3 separate regions of the Mus musculus genome follow, and regions 1 and 2 are each linked to region 3. The links are chromatin contacts, called in public HiChIP or PLAC-seq maps. All regions are on one chromosome and are shown on one strand. Each heading gives the region's core, a stretch centred on a gene start, on an enhancer-like site or on the middle of the called end of the contact. The rest is flanking DNA. Distances are from core to core; before and after follow the strand shown.

The links. HiChIP or PLAC-seq counts read pairs in DNA pulled down with a chosen protein or histone mark.
Region 1: an H3K27ac HiChIP or PLAC-seq map of T-cell acute lymphoblastic leukemia shows a contact between it and region 3, with 4 times the contacts expected there. The contact joins two enhancer-like sites. A contact is called at or near these places in 3 of 39 promoter capture datasets (the HPC-7 cell line, cranial neural crest and frontonasal cranial neural crest), 1 of 484 Hi-C or Micro-C datasets (bone marrow-derived macrophages), 3 of 115 datasets of contacts at active chromatin or transcription factors (T-cell acute lymphoblastic leukemia and embryonic stem cells) and 3 of 9 other capture datasets (adipose tissue, embryonic stem cells and liver).
Region 2: a contact with region 3 is called in an H3K27ac HiChIP or PLAC-seq map of embryonic stem cells, with 4 times the contacts expected there. The contact joins two enhancer-like sites. A contact is called at or near these places in 2 of 15 datasets of contacts at CTCF or cohesin (large pre-B cells and stem cell-derived epiblast-like cells), 5 of 484 Hi-C or Micro-C datasets (the HPC-7 cell line, bone marrow-derived macrophages, cardiomyocytes and 1 more), 5 of 115 datasets of contacts at active chromatin or transcription factors (T-cell acute lymphoblastic leukemia, astrocytes and embryonic stem cells) and 2 of 9 other capture datasets (embryonic stem cells and pancreatic islet).

Annotation. Positions count from the first base shown.
Region 1 is chr1:37,166,528-37,169,779 of GRCm38.p6, reverse strand. All of the region lies in intron 22 of Vwa3b (von Willebrand factor A domain containing 3B), which reads right to left. Among named protein-coding and RNA genes, the nearest start is that of Gm37020, 18 kb to the right of the region's middle. Within about 2 kb of position 1,664, at least 4 of the 459 cell types and tissues checked have an H3K27ac peak or open chromatin away from gene starts, as enhancers often do. A contact at or near this core is called in T-cell acute lymphoblastic leukemia, where this site is marked.
Region 2 is chr1:37,128,767-37,131,688 of GRCm38.p6, reverse strand. It overlaps Vwa3b (von Willebrand factor A domain containing 3B), which reads right to left. Exons shown (of 28, transcript NM_001370828.1): 14 at 2,629-2,805. Among named protein-coding and RNA genes, the nearest start is that of Gm37020, 20 kb to the left of the region's middle. Within about 2 kb of position 1,483, at least 11 of the 459 cell types and tissues checked have an H3K27ac peak or open chromatin away from gene starts, as enhancers often do. A contact at or near this core is called in embryonic stem cells, where this site is marked.
Region 3 is chr1:36,829,282-36,832,573 of GRCm38.p6, reverse strand. Tmem131 (transmembrane protein 131) reads left to right here. Exons shown (of 41, transcript NM_018872.2): 12 at 2,900-3,008. Among named protein-coding and RNA genes, the nearest start is that of Zap70, 69 kb to the right of the region's middle. Within about 2 kb of position 1,378, at least 82 of the 459 cell types and tissues checked have an H3K27ac peak or open chromatin away from gene starts, as enhancers often do. A contact at or near this core is called in T-cell acute lymphoblastic leukemia and embryonic stem cells, where this site is marked.

The DNA.
Region 1 (3,252 bases), core at 415-2,914, 340 kb before region 3:
CTGCCTGGCACGTGGCCACCAACACCAGTTTCCTGTCTAATACACGTTTCTCACACAACATTATGGTGTACAAATAAACTCTGAGTCTTTAGGAAAAGTCCTCAACACATCGACACCTCTGGGTACTGCCTCTACTCACTCAGCCCCAAATCCATTCTCTGTTTTTCTTCTCTGAGGGGCCTGCTCTGTACAGCCAGACACTGCTCCCCACCATGGACTAGACCCTGTTTTCCTCACAGGTTCTGGAACAGCTGACCACAGAAGGCACTGGCTGAGGACAGAGGGAAAAATCAGAGCATTGGGTTTTTGCCCTTCCTTGCTCTTGGTTTCCATCTTCCACCACCCCTTGCTGCTGCTGCTGTGTGTCCCAGTGGTTCCTGGTGACTGACTCTTGACTACCTTCCTGCCGCTATAGCCCATTTATTAATGCTTCTCTCTGTGGACTGGCTAAATGGGATTGCATCCTATCTGGGCTGTGTCAGTTAAGTTCTCCATACTCAGTTCTCCCCCTCCAGTGGGCAACAACCACCCCCAAACCTGCTTTTGGTGCTTGGGCAGCATCTGTGCCTAGGCACAAAGAGCACCTTGGAAGCCAGAGAATGCTGGGATCTATCCAGTGAGAACCCTCCAGTGAGGAGGGACGCCTTTAGACAGTAAAGGAACAACGTGGGTGTGGCTTCTGCCACCTTGGGGATCACTGGAGGTGAGAGCTCATGCTGGAACAAGTTACCAACCAGTCAGAGAATTTTTTTGTTATTTGTGGGGTGTTTGAGTGTGTGTGTGTGTGTGTGTGCGTGTGCATGCATTTATACGACTTCCTCCTTCCTTTGATGTCCCCTGATGTGACTGGAGTTCCTGGGCAGCGCCCTATGCTGAGAACTCTAGCTGCTGTGGTGCATTGAGGTGGTGGCTGAGTTTCCTCTCTCCTCTCCTCTCTCACCCTCCTTTCCACCTGCCAGTCTGTCTGAGAATTTGGCCCACTGAGGCCTTCACACCTATCCATGTTGCAGAACTTAGCTCACATTAAGGCACTGCTGTCTGGGGATAAGGTGGCTGGTTTGCACCTGTTGCTCTTTCTCCGATGACAATGTTGTCAATGCATAGCCATGACTTGTGACTCCCCCATCTTCACATGAGGAGGCCTTACACTATCAGAGAATACTCATAGTGCTAGAAGATGGGCTTCCCACCAGATCCAGATGTCAGCAAAACAGGCTGATGTTTTCACTGTGGCACGAGAAAGGCTCACTAGCAGGGCTAAGTGATCTCTCTTACTCTCTACAAGAGGGAATCTAAAAACCACAGACAAAATGGGCTATAATGCATGAATGACAACTGGTTCAGCTATACTGACTTCACTTTATACAGTTCAAAGAGGTTTTTCTTCCAGGTCTCCCTACCCAGCATTCCTCTTATGCATAGTGCCCAAGTCACAGCCTAGCACAAGGTCCTCAGAGTCACACGCTCTCTCAGTTGCACCTTACCCAACCTCACTCACACCTCTCCCCTGTCTGCAAAGCCTTTCATAAAGCAGCACACCAAATCCAAATCCATCATTCATGTAAAGTCCACGGACTCCGGATTCCTCATTTGCCATGCCCATGAGAAGCACACACATGCAGCCAGCTGTGTGGGCAAATCCCCAAGGCTTTGTCAGGGCTGCCGATGACAGGTTCCCACAACTGGAAAGAGATTTCATGCCTCCAGATCATCCAAGGTGGTCAAGGCCACGGGGATAAAGAGTGCCTTGGATCTTTCTAGTTGTGGATTCTGGAGGCTTTGCTGTGGGAAAAGCCTGCGTTTCTTAGGGAGATGCTGAAAACAGTACATTTGAGCTTTCCTAGACCGGGCTCCCATGGAGCCTACGGAAAGTCAGAGAAAATTTTCTGAGGCCCCTCACAGCTCAACCTTGGGGGAGTATAGAGTTTAAAATGTGTGATCCTGATAACATAGTGGTTCTGGTAAAGTGAGGTTTCAGGAATTTTAGTCTTAAGGTTTCTTCTTTCCTTTCGTGGTCAGTGAGCCAAGCATCTACCTCTGGGGATGTCAGAAAGCTGGTGGATTATGGATCGCAGGGGGAATCATTAGACACTGGAGCACAGAATCTGCAGGATGCTTACCAGACTGGGAAGCATAATGGTTAAGGTCTTACATCTCCTCTGCAGCCAGCCAGGGATGGAAGCCTGGGGGTGAAAACAAGCCCAGGCTCCCTGTACACAGTGTTATAGCCCATCTCCTTATGTTACCTTCAGGAAAACCATGATGCTGTCCCAAGTTCAAGAGCCAAAGGGATAGCTATAGAGAGTGGTAACTGGCTTCAGCACAGAGCATGGAAAAGCCTTGGGTCTCCAACTCGATCGTGGGCCAAGCAGAGTGACCACGGCCTTCGGAACACACGTGGCCATTCTTCATAGATCCCATGGGAAGGACTGTTGTTACTGCTACACATCAGTAAACTCTGGGAGGGGGGGTCTTAGGAGTTGAAAGCGTCTTCTTCTCTAACTTCTAGCCATTGTTCCAAGTCATTGCCCTTTGCTAAGAGAATTTGAAATGAGACTATGCATATGTATGAAGAGGTTGAAATGACTTGCGTGGATGATGGATATTTCGTTCACTGTAGGTTCTTAAAAGGACTGTAACCTGGCCTTTGCTTCCTTGAGCTTTGTTTCCACCAAAGTTTTTTTTACTGGGATCTTGGCCCTACTAGTAGACTATGAGGTCAGATTAGTTGGCATTGATAAAAATGGAATTAAAACAATCTCACAAGAATTTTATATATATATATATATATATATATATATATATATATATATATATACACACACACACACACACACACACACACACACACACACACACACACACACACACACATATATATGTGGAGTTAAAACCAGGCAAACTCGCCTCATTTGACAGATGCTGAAACTAACTGACAGAAATTCTGAAGGCCAGTTGTCTCAGAATGGCTCTCGGACTTTTGTTTGATGGCTATCTGGAAACTATTTAGACCTTAGGATGATTCTGGAAGGACAACCCCTCATCTATAAGTTCCTACACACAGCCAGAAAGGAGTGCTGTATACTAGCAACAGCTACTTAATAGTACCAGTGTTCACGCTCTGGTCCTCAAAGGCCACTCCTAAGACAGCGTTCTAACAAAATACTTCACCTGATGCACCGTGGGAGTCACAAAAGCACGAGGAAAAGGCTAAAACTGAAAAACAAAACAAAACAATAGAAACTATCCAAA
Region 2 (2,922 bases), core at 234-2,733, 300 kb before region 3:
TGTAGTTTTCTCCGCCATTCTGACAGACATGGAGTGACATGTGCTGTAGCTTAGGTAGTATTCCTCTAAGGCTGGTAGCATCTGGCCTTCTGGGCTGTGCTGGTGGCATCTGGCCTCTTGGCCTGTGCTGGTGGGATCCAGCCTCCTGGGCTGTGCTGGTGGCATCTGGCCTTCTAGCCTGTGCTGGTGGGATCTGGCCTCCTGGCCTGTGCTGGTGGGATCTGGCCTCCTGGCCTGTGTTGGTGGGATCTGGCCTCCTGGCCTGTGCTGGTGGGATCTGGCCTCCTGGCCTGTGCTGGTGGGATCTGGCCTCCTGGCCTGTGCTGGTGGCATCTGGCCTCCTGGCCTGGCTTCTTTCCCACTTCTGTTGGGCCTCCTCAGTGGAATGTCTGATGTGTTTCCCAGGTTTTCTAGATGGACACTTTTTGTTTGTTTTTATAGCCCTGGGGTTTGAACCCTGGGTACTCTACATGCTAGGCCACTACTCTACCACCAACTTATATATCCCAGCCCCACTTTAAGTTTATGACAGGGTCTCATTAAAGTTCCCAGGCTAGCTATTCTAGTTTACTTTCTGTTACTGTGATAATACATTAGAAAGTACATAATATAAAATAAGCCAGGGTTTATTTCATTGTATTTCATCCTCTGAGTAGCTGACAGGGAAACAAATATTATATAATTTGTTATAATTTATATATTGGAGCCTGTGATTTACTTTGCGCATGCGTGCTCTCTGTGTGTGAAGATCAGCACTTAGACTGGGGTTTTGCCTGAGGACTGTCAGTTGTTCCAATTATTTGTTGAAAAGGTGGTCTTTCCCTCTTGGAATTGTTTTGAACCTCTGTCTAAAAGTCGGCAGGTTTGCTGTGCATGGGAACTCCTGCAACTGTTCCAACAGGGTCTGCAGCTCTTTCCCCACCAGGTTGTTGTCATTAGTATAGGGTGATCTCAGAGCACAGTCCCCTGAGGTCCTTTTGTCTGGTTCGGTTCTCAGAGGGTAGTCTCCTCAGACCAAGAGTTGTTCATATCTCTGATTTGTCCTGATAACAGTTCTAGGTCTCTACATACAAGAAGGAGAATGACGGCCGGGCAGTGGTGGCGCATGCCTTTAATCCCAGCACTTGGGAGGCAGAGACAGGCAGATTTCTGAGTTCGAGGCCAGCCTGGTCTACGGAGTGAGTTCCAGGACAGTCAAGGCTATACAGAGAAACCCTGTCTCGAAAAACCAAAAAAAAAAAAAAAAAAAAAAAACGGAGGAGAATGAGCAGTAAGCACGGTTTCCTACAGAAGAGCTCCCTGAGTTGATGACCCACAAATGTTGCATGTTCTGTCCTTGGGTTTTCAATTGTTCTTTGAAGCTGCAATGCCTGGTTAAGGGGGTGTGTAATATTCACTTCCTCACCTGCCTTTACAAGGAAGCCAAGCTGCCCTAAGGGAAGGTGACCTTCCTCAGCCTACCCCAGAGTAAGGGGTGTGGCTTTTAGAATAATAAACAGCTGGAAGCTGGAGCTGAGGCAGGAAGTACTGCAGGACTTCCAGGCAGGCAGAGATGCTGAGGGAAACAGGAGGAAGAAGAATGGAGGCTCGGCTGGAGTTGAGCAGAGCTGGAGTCCGGCTCTGAGGAACCATGTGGAGAGATGAAATGGCGGAGAATTGGACACTAGCTGAGAGACTGAGTCAGCAAAAAAAATAAATAAATAAAAATTAAAATCCCAATGCCTTTAAACTATACAGATGTCTCCACGCCTTAACTGAACCTCAAGCAGGAGCCTTAAAAACCTGGCAAACATTGAAATCACATCCTCAGGCCAGGGCTAGAGGGTCAGGGAATACTTTCAGTTACTCTGTCCCCTTTCCCCATCAGTGTGAATTATTTTATCAGATGGTCACATAGTTGCATTCCTTGAGAAGTTAAGAGGTAGCTAGTTAAAGGCCAGTATACGTGTGGTCTGGAGACATGGCCCAGTGGTTAAAGAGCGCTGGCTGTTCTTGCAAAGGACCCAGGTTCTATTCTTGCTTTGTTTTGTTTGTTGTTTTTGTTTTTGTTTTTGTTTTTGTTTCAAGACAGGGTTTCTCTGTGTAGCCCTGGCTGTCCTGGAACTCACTTTGTAGACCAGGCTGGCCTCGAACTTAGAAATCTGCCTGCCTCTGCCTTGCACCAGGGTCTATTCTTAACAGCCCTGTGGTGCTAACCATCTGTAACTCCAAGGCATTTGAGGCACTCTTCTGACCCCCATAGGCACAAGCATATTGCACGTAGACATACACGCAAACAAACACCTACACACAAAAGCAACAACTGAGGAGGAGGTGGAAGAGGAAAATGAAGAAGATCACAACAAAACTTACTAAGATCCTTGGGCCATTAGCCATGATAGGAGTTCCTGGCTTGTACCTGTGACCTTGATCCAGGCTCACATTGTCACAAGTTCTGAGATCCTCAGGCCACATTTGGACCAACCTTGGGGCATCATTACTGCACCAGCTGCTTTGCTTAGTTTTGTGTATGGCTGCAGTTCTCCCAGCTCAGGAGCTGATCTTTGAGACTCGTAACACTCTAATGAATGAATGCACGAACGAATGAATGAATGAGTGAACCATTTCCTCAGTGTGCCAAGTTCCCACCTGAGTATCCTGAATGGGATCCTTGCAGCCAAAGTTATAAGCTCGGAACTCGCCTCCGGTCAAGGCAGCAAGCTCCTTCAAGAACTCGTTCGCAACCTCATCGTTGTAACTGAAGGAGATGGCACAGATGGGGATGTTCTGAAAGAGTTTGACGTGGTCCATCACCATTTCTGGTGGCTGAAAAGATAACAAGGAGAATTTGAAGCCCTCTTCTGGCCCCCATACGTATCAGGCATGCATGTGGCAAACAGACATACATGCAGACAAACACCTATGCACAAAAGCAGTAATACA
Region 3 (3,292 bases), core at 129-2,628:
TGTACTAGCCGGTTTCCCCTCGCTTGTTGGCATGCTCTGACTGCTCAATATGTCTTGGAATCTTTTTTTTAAAAAAAGACAAAAAACCAAGGTCTCACACGTGGCTCTGAACTCACAGAGATCTACCTCAGCTTCCTAGGTACTGGGATTATAGGCATGCACACCACACCTGACATAATTACTGAGTGCTAGTTTGACCTGAATATCATGAGAAAAGACTAAACATGTATTAAGAATAGATGCAAGCATCAGATCCCATTACAGATGTTTTGATCCTCCAGGTGGTTGCTGGGAATTGAACTCAGAACCTCTGGAAGATCATCAGTCAGTGCTCTTAACCACTGAGCCATCTCTCCAGCCCTGCTTTCCCATTTCTTAAGTCATCTTTGAATTAGCAGTAGTTAGTAACTAGTACTAAAGTGGCTAGTATAAATAAGTTCATTACAAGGCAATGATTTTGAATAATTTTTTCATCTTAAGTTACCTGAATGAACTTTAAGTATTTTATTGTGATTTTTGTTTGTTATTTATTTATTTGTTATTTCCTTAGACAAATGAGTTTTACCTGATGATTCAGGTTTATTTTTAAGAGTGCACAGTTCAGACTCCTTGTGTAAAGTGGCTCACCAACTTTACATTTGTTCACTATTAGTGCAGTATGTTTTGCAGTGATAACTCTGAATGTAAATTCTCTCTCTCATTTGGCAATGCTTAAAGTATTGCATTTGAAGTGAAAGAATCATTTTTTTTCAACATGTATTTTAAGATCTTCCTGCTTATAACAACTGTATCTCAGCAAAAAAACATGACTTGTTCTTTCTGGTACGGTTTTGCAAGGCTGCTACCACAGAGAGCATGCTACGGTGTGGCCCCTCAGGAACCGCTGCAGCAAGGGAGCATGTCTGGACATGGCCGTGCTTCCATTGTTGCTGTCTCACAAGGTAGACAGTGAAGGAAAGCCCTCTGAGGCCTCAGCTCACAAGGCCAGCTCTCTAGCTCCGCAGACAGATCATACCCTAGAGAAATTCTCACAGGTGGGGAAGTGAGCCTGAGTGTGGCCACGAGCAGCTGGGGCTCCAGCTGCACTCCTGCTGCCTGCCTGCCTGCCACGTGTGCTCCGTGGCTTCCCTTGCTCGGGTGGTAAAATCGTGCAATAAAAGCAAAAGAAACTTCCTTCCATTTGCAGCTTAGCTCACAGTTCTAGCTGTTCTTTGTTTACTCTCAAAATGCTTACATATGCTTGAGGGGATGGAGAGGTCTGTGTTTTAGACGGTTGCTACTAACAGTAAGCTTATTGATAAGTAAGGAATTGCTGTGAGCAGATCTTCTGGTTCCCAGCCCAGTCTTCAGCGCACAGTGAAGCAGATGAGAAGCTCATGCTGGGAGAGCAGAGGTGCAAGGATTCCAGCAGTGCTTCTGCGGGAGGGAGGGAGCAGTCCTTAGGGTGCCCCAGCCTGTGAGGTCTTGCTAGCCCCCAGGGCTAATGGCAGTGCGTGGGAGAGTGAGCTGCCCTGGCAGGCCCTGGAGTTACTCTAATCTTCTTAAGTCCCTGCCATAGCAAGCACCAGGCTGCAGGCCAGTGTCCTTTTTCATATTCTTCTCACTTCTGTTGTGGCTTCAAGGGACTCACATTTGATGCTCAGACTGGGAAGAGTTCTCCTTTATAAGGATCAGCCTCGACTGGGGAGGAATCTAGTGCCCTGCCGGCCGTGAAGCAGGCATGAGCTTCACAGGTGGAGGATTGTCCTGGGGGGAGGGGGGGGGATAAGTGGGCTTTGATGTCAAGTTCACACAGCCCCAATGATTTGATACTTAGAATTAAGGTTACTGTGCAATTTGTATACCAGGATGTCAGACAAGTGGCCCTGTACCGAGTCAGGAGCCTGGCTTCAGTCCTCTCGGTACCCGACTGTTGAAACATTGCGTTATACTCTGAGGCTTTCTTTCTTTTTTTTTTTTTTAGATTTGCTTATTTATTTATTTATTTATTTATTTATTTATTTATTTATTTATTATATGTAAGTACCCTGTAGCTGTCCTCAGACACTCCAGAAGAGGGAGTCAGATCTCGTTATGGATGGTTGTGAGCCACCATGTGGTTGCTGGGATTTGAACTCCTGACCTTCGGAAGAACAGTCGGGTGCTCTTACCCACTGAGCCATCTCACCAGCCCGAGGCTCTCTTTATTAGAACAGTGCGGATAGAATTGATATCTTTGAATTCTTTCAGTTAAAATGATTTGTATCATTGAGGATAATTTAAAAAAATAAACCTTATAAAGTGTTCAATTTAAATATATACTAAAAATACACCATTTAGTGGGGTGTTTGTTTATTTGTTTGTTTGTCTTAACTTTAAGTTTGTGTAGATAGACCTGATTTCCTAAGTTGTAAGCATCCGAGCCTCACTTCCAAGTTCAGTGCCTCTGTAGTGAGCCTCAGTCCCTAGTGCTCACTAGAGTGCAGCCTTACCCTTTGACAGTGGACCGTGCTTACCCTGCCAAGCTGGGGAGAAACACTGCAGAGGCCACATGGGGTCACAGTGCCCTGAGGTGTGCTCACTCTTCCTACTAGGACACAGTTTCAGGGCACCTTTGTGTGTGGCTTTCTTCAAGATGGATGAGTCTTGAGATATCTTCTTGTCCTCTTATCTTAGAAAGTAGGCTTTCATGTAGAGAAGGAGACCTTTAGGTTTCCCATGTGTGAGTTCGTCCTGAGGTGTCATACTTAGTCATCTCATACTTTGCCATCACTGCATTTCATACAGTGTTCTTGTGAAAGTCGGGCTTTGCTCTTGTCTTATTTCACTTACAGCTACTAGTATTACGCCTTACGTTTGTGTATGCTTTTCTTTCTACCTAAACTACTAGACTAAAATAACAGGTTTGTTTTCTTCGCAGAGTGTTCGACCAACACCACAAAATGACGCTATCACGGTACATTTTAAACCAGTTACGTTAAAAGCTTCTGAAAGTAAATATACCAAGGTTGCCAGCATTAGTTTTGATGGTAAATATTCATTTTTTTCTCCTAGAGTGGTTATTATTTTGACAAACTAGAAAGCTCCTATGTTGATGAGTTAATATAGAAATCCAGACTATTTTAATACTACTGCCTCAATTGATTTTCCCCTATGAAGATTCATCATTAACTTACTTTATTAATTCATAATATAACTCCACAAACCTAAAACAGTATGTACAATCAGGAAACCTAAGCAGATGTGTTAGGGTCGGAAGTTTCTGTAGTGTGGGATAACTAGTCACAGCAGTCGACATTTACCTTAGTTATGA